Linked DNA regions of Hordeum vulgare: region 1 is linked to region 2. Evidence: chromatin contacts called from public Hi-C data. All regions are on one chromosome and are shown on one strand. Each heading gives the region's core, a stretch centred on a gene start, on an enhancer-like site or on the middle of the called end of the contact. The rest is flanking DNA. Distances are from core to core; before and after follow the strand shown.

Region 1 (5,206 bases), core at 190-2,689, 180 kb before region 2:
TGATTTCTAGTTCAGCAATGTTAATGAATGGACATTTCTTTTAAGCATTGCAACGAGGTTTTGAAGTAACAAACTATTGCAAAGGTAATCAAAAGGTCAGGGTTATTAGGCTAACCTTTGCGCATCCTTCTGCAATCTGTGCAAGCGTGATGAGCGCAGCATGGTGCTTCTGCCACTCTGGAGCAGAAAGATATTGTGGAAGCAGCTCAGATGCAATCGGCACGACTGCATTCCCACCAATGGCAATGGCAAGGCGGTCAAGGCACTCCTGCGCCACTCCATAGTTGTTCCCTTCACCTGCATCTTCATCCTCGGTTTCCGCAGTGTGCCAGGAAGGGTCATCCTCTACATCAAGCAACATCTGCATAAGTACTTGGAAGAGCCTGCCAACAAACTGTGGGAGCCGGCGCATCATTCCTGGTGCACGCTCCCTGGCCTCAGCAAGAGTAATGACAAACTCGACAGCCAGGTGCCTAGTTCCATCCTCCAACTGTGCAGCTTCCGCTATTTGCAGCATTGCTCCTGCCACATCGGCAATTTGTCGCCGCAGGAACCTTGGCTCTGCACCAGCCAGCTCGACAAGCAGCTCCAGTGCCTCCTGCGCAGATGCCTCCTGGGCCGAGTTGAGGCAATCCGTGAGCGCCCTCATCATGGCAGGCAGCAAATCCTGCATCTTATCTCTGTCCGAGTTAGTGGGCAGGCACTGAACGAGATTGACGGCGGCGCTCAGCGCGGCGATGCGAACGTCAGGCGACGTCGGGTGCGCCAGGGCAGACGCTAGAAGGTTGTGGATGGTCATCAAATGGTCGAGGAGAGACTCGGCGATGTAATCGGCGAGGCGCGCGAAGATGAGCAGCGCCGACTCCTGCAGGTTTGGCGCCTCGGGGGTAGAGGCGGCGCGGAAGAGAAAGGGCAGCAGCTCGGCCCAGGTGTTCTCCGGGAGGAGGAGCGTGGCGAGCTCGGATATGGCGTCGCAGACCTTCTTGGCGATGGGCTTGGGGGGGTCGGACTGGAGCGCGGCGAGGAGGTGGGCCTTGAGCGCGGCCTGGCCGTCGGGGGAGAGGAGGGGCCAGAGCGGGGGCGGCGCGGCGGCGGAGGAGTCGGAGGAGGAGGTCGGGGAGAGGAGCTTGCGGAGGAGGACGGCGGCCATGGCGCGGAGCTCGGCGGGGGTGGCCGGCGCGGCGAGCGAGGAGGCGAGGCGCAGCGCGAGGGGCTCCGGGTGGGAGCCGCGGAGGCGGTGGAAGGCGGCCTCGGCGGCGGCGCGGTCGGCGTTGGAGGCCGACATGAGCGTGGAGAGCAGCGCGTCGAACGCCGCCGGGTCGCCGCCCAGCAGCGCCGCGGCCGCGGCCTGGTCCTCGGCGGACGCCATCGGATCGGGTCGGCGGCTAGGGTTTTTGCGGGAGGAGGCGGCGGGAATGTGGAAGGGAGGGTGGACAGAGGACGCGACGGGCGCTCGGGATGGGTTTAATAATATATGGGTAGGGTTTGGGGAGGTGCGGCTCGGCCGCTCGGTGGTGGGGCAGAAGGAGACGAGGACGGAGCAAGGGGTTTGGTTTGGTTTGGTTTGGTTGGGCGGGTCGAGCTGGATTGGGTCCGGTCCGGGCGGGAGGGAGAGGTTTGGGTTCGGACGGTTTCGCGGGATTCCTTACTCCTGTCTGCCTGCCTCGCTGCTTTTGATTATTCCCTCGGTTTTATGTCCAGTCGAGTCGAGTCGCGTCTGGGAACTGGGATGAATTTCGTTCGTTCATTCTTCCTGGGATTTGCTTCTCGGGGCGCGCTCCCTACTTGCAGCGAGGCCGCCGTGCTGCGCGCGAGGTGAGCTGGGGATGGAATGGAAGGGAGTGATTGGCCATTGATGGGTACAGCCAGGCGGCCAGGTTCCATCGCACGCAGCGTCATGATTGATCGCGTGGTTGGTGACAGGGAAGACAACTGGCGCCTCGTAGATGGCTAGCTTGGGGATTTCCTTTACCTAAAATACACGAGCGTGCAATATCATGATTTATAGAAAAAAGAGGGTGAAGAGCCCCTCTACAAAGTTTACATCATTACTAGGCTTAGAAGAGCCTCACATCATTCACGCTACGCTGCAATAAAAGCAACTATTCGTCACTAACCTGCCTATATAATTCACTAAAAAGGAACTTTAGGTGATCCTTAAGCAGGTCCGCCGACTTCCACACGCGACCTTCACGATCAATGTTGCGCAGTGTTGTTTAAAATGGTGGTGTTTCGCCGTCAAAAACAATTGCATTGTGATGCTTTCACAATACTCATAAATATAAAGTGATGATCGCCTTGAGGTCTTTCGGTGTACAATGGGTCCCCACCCGTGTGGAGCACCATTCCACCAAGTCGTCTTCTATCGTTGGCGCCTGTCCGGGAGCCTCATGGCACTCCAAACCCAGAGTCATAGTGTACGTGTGAAAGAGCGTTATATCGACTAGAGGGGGTGAATAGGAGATTTTTAGAATTTCATCACTGAGGAAATTCCTCACAGATGACTAACTTACAGCGGAAACAGTTAAGGATCAGTTGTGCAATCGTTCAAGACAGCAGTATTACAGAGTGAAGATTATGAAAACAGATTGCACAATAAGCAGGCACGCAGAATACAGATGATGATTAACTCAAGTGAAGAATTTGGGGTTGAGGAAATTCACAGAAAGTCTTCAGCAAATTCTTCAAACAGTCGCAGTGAATGTCATCAACACATAATACAGAGAATGTAAAGAGTTGAGGAATTAGAACCCGATTCTTGGTGAAGACTGTTGTTGATGACCCAGTTCCAACTGCTGTGACAGTTGTACATCTGGTTTGGAGCGGCTTGGTATTTAAACCAAAGGACACCCAGTCCCGGGACACACAGTCTCTACCGTATTCTCCTTGAGCTAAGGACACACAGTCCTCGTCCAACACTCGTGGTAAGTCTTCAGGGCAGACTTCCAAACCCTCACAAACTCGGTCACCCGGCGATCCACAATTGACTGCTCGATTGCTCTAGACCATGACGCCTAACCGTCTGGAGGATGCACAGTCCTCAAAGGTAAAAGGCTTCAGTCCCACACAGGAACAACTTTTTCAGTGATGCTCAATCACTAGGTTTGGTTTGTGGTTTCGGTGGGTGGTGTATTTCCTCACTGATGATTTACTCTCGAAAGCTCTGAGGAATTTGGGTTGCTCTTATGACAAGTGTCAGTTTCTAACGGAGCAGCCAACCAGCTAGTGGTTGTGGGGGCGGCTATTTGTAGCCTGGGAGCATCCCGACATGATTTGACATTAATGCCCTTAACAATATGACCGTTGGAGTGGATAAGACCAGTGACTTGGCGTGGCTATCGAAACGGTCGGGACCCTCAACTGTGAGAGTTCTCATGTCACTCATATTCCTCACTTGAGGCTTTTGATAGGATTTGGCTTGGGTTGAGCATCATGAGGAAATCCATTCCATAGTGTTACTTTGACCCCCTTTAACAGTACGGTGTTCCTATTCATCAAATGCGAAGAAAGTAAAACAGAAAACGTAAATCTTCATGCTTCAATTTCTTCAGAACGATTTTCTTCAGGAACCACCGATCTTCTCAATATCAATATCTTCATGAGGAATATCAATTTCATCGCAGATTCTTCGCGATTCATTTCTTCAGCTTCAGACCAATTTCTTCAACTGAAGACATATATTTTTAGGGGTCGATATTCTTCAAATATCTCAAACTCCTCAATGACTTATAGATCATGTGTACACTTATAAACACATTAGATACTTAACCTATAAGTCTTCAAACCACCAAAATCACTAAGGGCACTAGATGCACTTACAGTCTCCCCCTTTTTGGTGGTTGATGACAATTAGGTTAAGTCTTCAACAGGGAATAAAAATGTGAAGTGTAAATACTTAATTGAGGAATTTGAAGACAAGATTCACAGAGACTCCCCCTGAAGATGTGCATACCTTGAGGATTTTGCTTTTATAGCATATGCACATTGATGATTTATATCATGGAGATCTCCCCCTGAATCTTGTAAATCATGCATACATATAACATATCATATGAAGAAAATGAAGATGCATGATGGCAAATGGTATCTGATGAATTCCAGCATGCGTGCATTAAAACTTGAGGAATAAGCATGCGAAGAAAAACGTTCAAAAAGCGTCAGAGTACCATCGGGCTTAAGTTACAACTCATTACATAAAAACTTCAGAAGAGCCAAGAGTTTGTAACTTAAATATAGTTCATAAGCCCCCAAAAATAACTCCCGTTTGAAGACTAACTCTCAAGTTTCTCCCCCTTTGTTATCAAGTGAAAAAAAGGGACAAACAGAGGACTAACGCCTGTGAAGACTTTATTTCTTTGCGGTTGATGAAGATCCTTGGCGCTTCTTGGGTGTAGTCTTCTTACTTGGTCCTGTTGCGGTGTCGAGTTGTTCCTCATCAGATTGGGCGGTGCGGAATGACGAGAAGGAGCTGTCTTCAAGATCTGGCACTGGAATGGGCCTGAACTTCTTCTTGGGAGGCCACGACCAGTCAAAGTCCTGCTCAAAGTTCAATTCTTCAAGCTCAGTCTGGGTCTTCAGATGTGCAAGGGTAGCCCAGGTGCGATCAAAAACCTCATGCAGATAGTGATGATTAAGCTTCACACTGTTCTGTGTCTCGGTGAGGGTTTTCACAATGGCACCAAACTGGCGTTTGACCCATTTGTGGTTGTGATCCACCTTCTGATGAAGACTGAGAAGAAGCTCTCTGGTATTTAGCACGCGAGGAGGAACTGGGCTTGGTGGACGAGACTCAGTATCGTCCCATGAGGAATATGCATCTGGCTCTTTAAATTGACCATCAAGAGGCCTGCTTCCTTCATCAATTACAGACTTTCCTTTTCCCTCAATGGGCTCGAAAGTCTTCTTGTTGACCCGGATAGGAGGCATATAACCAACATGGTTCTGGAAATCTGCGTGAAAGTTGATGCCTGTCCTTGTCCTGAGGAATCTCATGATCCATGGTGCATAAATTTTGTGATCATATGGGCACATTGCATTGTCAGCCAAAGTCCTCAAGAAGAAATCATGGATATTCATGGGGATACCGTGAATGATGTTGAAAAGGATATTCTTCATGAGGCCGACGACATCTTCGTCATCATCATGGCCTTTGATTGGCGCTAGCACACTGCAGAGAATGCGGTAGACAGACCGGGGTGTGTACTTG
Region 2 (4,688 bases), core at 952-3,451:
AAGCAACTCATTTGGCGAATGGGTCCAATGAAAAGGCCGGCTTTGAAGAAGGCACAACTGCGCATTGGATAATATAACATGCCGTCCACTTCACATTTACAAACAAAGAACAAATCGACAAAAAATGGCACTGCCGGTAGTATTCTCCGCACAATCACACAACAAAAAGGAAAGGAAACACGTTTGATATGATATGAAAAGGTGGGTAATGCTGAGAGTTGGCACACGCAACGGCCGCGTACACGCGCGCCGCTTCTTGTCGGGTCCTTACCGAACCAGGTCGCACATTCCCGGGCGGGTCCGGCACCAGAGCGGCTGGATGGGCTCGGCGCGGATCCCTCTGCCCACCATGCGGTGCCGCCAGTCGTTGAGCCTGTCCGTGGCCTCCGCGTACCGCTTCCTGCCGGACGCGTCGCGGTTGCCTGACCACAGCGCCTCCCCCATGGCCGACGCCCGCGGCCAGATCCTTGCGTCCAGGACCGTCGAGTCGGCCTGCTCCGTCCACAGCGCCACCTCGCCGCCGATGACCAGCTTGCCCTCCTCCGCCGTCAGCCCGTACGCGATGTCGTAGTCGTACACCCGCTGCCACGTCTTGAACGGCCCGCACCAGGAGCCCCCCTTGGTGTCGAAGTCGCTCCTGGGGTCGTCGTACTCGCTGTTGTTCCCCACGAAGTCGCCGTGGCCGCAGTCGAGGTAGTAGAAGGAGGCCGAGGAGACGATGGCGCGGTACCCGGCCTGCACGATCAGCTTGGTGTTGTTGGCCCCGTTGTTCCAGGTCTGCAGGACGGTCGTCGCCGGCGGGATCGCCGACGCGCTCACGTTCACCTCCACGTCCAGCAGCACGTCCTCCCAGAACACCACCGTCCGGTTCTTGGACACCACGTGCGGGTGCACCGCGCGGACGTACCGCTCCAGGAGCTGGCTCAGGGTGCCGCCCTTCTCCATGTCCGCCTGGATCGACGGGTCCGTCTTCCAGCATCCCGGCGTGACCTCGTCGGCGCCGGCGTGGTAGAAGCCGTCCGGGAACATGGAGGTGATGTCGTTGATGATGTTGGACATGACCTCGTACGTCTTGGGCTCCAGCGGGTTCAGCTGGCCGGACCCCGGCTCCGCCGCCAGCCTGCTGCCCCAGTCGCTCGCGTCCGGCAGCCAGAACTTGCCCGCGCACGACACCGCCTCTGGGTAAGCGCCGGCCCACGACGCCGTGTGGCCTGAAATGACCACAAGAGATTAGATTAGCCCCTTCATCAACTGGGCCGTATTACCTTAGAAACTGGGCCGTGTCAGCACAATATTGCTTAAAGGGCCGAATAGCGTGCTTATAAATTACCCGGTGCGTCTATCTCCGGCACGACGCGGACGCCGCGGCTCATGGCGAACTCGACGATGCGCTTGACGTCCTCGACGGTGTACCTCATGTCCTCACCGTACGCTCCCATCTCCGCGAGCATTGGCTCGGACGGCAGCTCGATGGGGAACGACTGCGAGTCCGTGATGTGCCAGTGGAACACGTTCATCTTGTTGGCCGCCATGGTGTCGATCGTCCGCAGGATGTCCACGACGGGGAAGTAGGTCCTCCCGGTGTCGAGCATCAGGCCACGGTGCTGGTACAAAGGCTTGTCCTCCACGCGCACGCCGGCGGCCACCAGCAGCTCCCCTTGCCGGCCCCTCCACGCGAGCTGCGAGAACGACTCCAGCCCGTGCATGGCGCCCCACACCGTGGCCGCCGTGACGGTGGCCACGCCCGTGGGGAGGATCTCCAGCGCGTAGGACTCGTCCACGCCGTCCTGGAGCGGGGCGGACAGGTCGGACACGGACACGGACAGGCTCTGGAGCGGGGGGCCCCCGGCGGTGACATTGACCGCCGGCCGGACGATGGGCCTGTACCTCTCGGCGAAGAGCAGCGCGGTGTAGCGCTGCGCGGCGGAGACGAGGTATGGGTTGTTCCCGGACGTCCCGAGGATGCGGAACGACGCGGACACCGGCATGGCGGCGAGGGGCTCCGCCCAGGACATGGACGTCGGCTTGGGCCAGACATTGACGGGGAACGACGACGATGCCTGGGCGCGGGACGGCAGCGGCGAGCTCAGCAAGGACAGGAGCAGGACGGCGGCGAGAAGGCCCTTCTTCGCCGCCATTTGTGGTTTGGCTCGAGCTGCTCTGTGCCGCTGCAGCGTATGATTGGCAGATGGCTTGATGGATGGGTGTATGCATCTATGTGTCATTCGATTTATATAAGGCATAGCTTAGCTATGTGATTAACGGCATCGCTCGGCGTGTTGTTGTCATCTACGCGCGCTTATCGCAAGGCTCCAAGTGGCTTTTTCAGGGCGCCTTGGCTCTACCGTTCGTCCATTTCTGAAAACTACGGTTTCGTGGCGTTTTATCTCATACTGTATCTACGATGCCGGCGTTCTGGTTTATGTATGCCGGGCAGCCTGCGATAAGTACACGTTTTCTATTGGGTTCCTTTGGCCCAAAAGATGTAGTGGAACGGCTGTAACGGCAGTAATAGTTTATTACTGTTGTACTCCTACAAGGCGGACGTAATCAGACAGTGTACGGCCTGCTGATTGTATTGTAAGATCCTAGGTAAACACGGTAACACGTCGGTTTATTTTAATGGTGTCGCTGGTGCAGTAGCGCTCGAGCGCATTACGCATGAGCCATATGGTGGCAGACGAACCAGGGTTGGCTTTTTTTAGCGGAAGTACTTCACGGACGATGTTTTCTTTATATAAAAGGGCTCCTTCCTGTTCTACTTTTTATTAACTAGTTCAAATGCCCGTGCGTTGTACCGGGCAAGAAAAAAATATAATCTGCTTGTTGTGTTATTATGCGGCGTTAATTAAAATAAATATGTATAATAATGTTAAATGTTTAGGTACTACTTACATAAAAACTGGATGAATTTTTTTATAATAGTTAAATTTCTAATTTGTTGTAAAAGACAAATTGTTATTTTTTTAAAAGGATCTTTTTATTCTGTGATAATAATTTTTTTGATTGGAAATGACATTTGTGTCTACAACATAATTTCCATAAATACTTTTTGAATAATAGTTTTTTATTGTTTTTTGCGAAACTTGCTTCATGTGTTATTGTGCATCATTTTTTATATGGATTTTTAATAATTGTTGATGATAAGATTAAATGTTAATTTTTTAAAAAAAAATTGATGTATGCATAAAAATTGTAATATTTTTTAAGAAGTATTGTTTTTATGAATTTTCAAATTTTGTTTGAAAAGGAATATTTTTAAAATAAATATTTTTTTGAACATTTTATGAATTTTGGGCTTGGCCCAAACGACTTGCACTACAATAACAATTGACGCTATTAAAAAAAGGCATTCTCGTTTGGTAATTTTATGCTGAGTTTCTGCATGTTTTGGATAAGGTGAAAACCTCTGATATTATGCTAGGATGGTTCAGAGGGGGTTTGTCAGATGAGAGCATGCACAACTGGAGACGAACTCTTAAAATGCTTGAATTTCTTGATATGATGGGTTCCAACAACAAGCCTATGTTGGTAAGGCTGAACAAAGAACATCCAAGATTTGTGTTTGGAAAATCTGGTACGAAGTTGTATCTTCTTGTCAGTATGTTGTGTAAATTTGGCATTCAGATAGATAGCTTGCTACAACTGTTTGGCCAGTGCCCATGGGTTCTAAACATGAAGTTTCCGCAGAAATCAGTGATTTTTTTTTACTCGGATAGAAATGGAGGCATTCGACATTGCTCGGGTTGTCTCCTCATGCCCTGAAATTCTTGGTGCTGGTTCTTGTCAGAGTGCTGCTACTGTGTTGTCTACCATGAACCTGTCTGCTGAGAAGTTATGCCCTCCTCCTTCGATGAGCACCCGCACGGAGCAGGGTCAGGACCTAATGGTGCCGGCTGAGGCGCGAGAAGGTGTGCAGGAAGGCCGCGGCCGCCGCCTCGTCCTCGCCTCAAGAGAGCATGTCGATCGTCGCCCCGCCCCGGGCAGGACGGGGAAGATGCGGTCAGCCAGCCAAGGCCAGCACGGAGGCCGACAAGGCGCGCATGAAGGCCGCGATTATCAGATTAGAACAACACCGCGCAACTAATAATCCATGCATGCCAAATTGATTTGAAGAACAGGACAGACCAACCTCCACGGAAAAGGGACCAAGCTATAGTGTGATATCTTTCCGCTGGTGCTCCTTGGTTGGTAGTGATGGTCCTCCCCAAGTCCTCACTCACTTGCAAGCTGCTGCAAAATGACACATTTGTAGGTTGTTTCTATTTGCTACAACAGTTCCTATTGCCTAATGAAAGCTACAAGGAGGGCATTGTCCACTCAAGACAATCATATTCCAGGTCAAATTGAAACATTAATGCTTCTGAACCTTATATGAAATTAGTATTTTTCACATAGAAAGAGGTCTGATACGAACATAAGTATTTTTCACATAGAAAGAGGTTTGATATGAACATACCTAGTTTTCAGTGGAACATATCTCGTATTGCCACATAAAAAGGATGAAAATAACTAAACATGGCAACTGTCATGACTTCTAAATTGCTACAACTTCCTTTTGTTGGTGTATTGGGTATGAGTAAGAAGTTAAGTCTGAGAAGACATCAGAAAATGAGAGGAAGAAATAGAGTAATAGTATTAAAATTGCACGCACCCCTTATAAAAGTAAAACTTACACTTTCTCTTGC

Evidence for each region. A called contact is a pair of places that touch in the nucleus more often than the background predicts.
Region 1: a Hi-C map of seedling shows a contact between it and region 2, with 4 times the contacts expected there. The contact joins the promoter of LOC123425593 here to the promoter of LOC123429816 in region 2. A contact is called at or near these places in 2 of 6 Hi-C or Micro-C datasets (leaf and seedling) and 1 of 1 datasets of contacts at active chromatin or transcription factors (embryo).

The regions. Positions count from the first base shown.
Region 1 is chr2H:146,160,700-146,165,905 of MorexV3_pseudomolecules_assembly, reverse strand. LOC123425593 (importin-5-like) reads right to left here and starts at 1,439. Exons shown (of 20, transcript XM_045109283.1): 1 at 116-1,439. The coding sequence starts at 1,369.
Region 2 is chr2H:145,978,230-145,982,917 of MorexV3_pseudomolecules_assembly, reverse strand. LOC123429816 (beta-hexosaminidase 2-like) reads right to left here and starts at 2,201. Exons shown (of 2, transcript XM_045113801.1): 1 at 1,331-2,201; 2 at 42-1,211. The coding sequence starts at 2,138. The coding sequence ends at 268.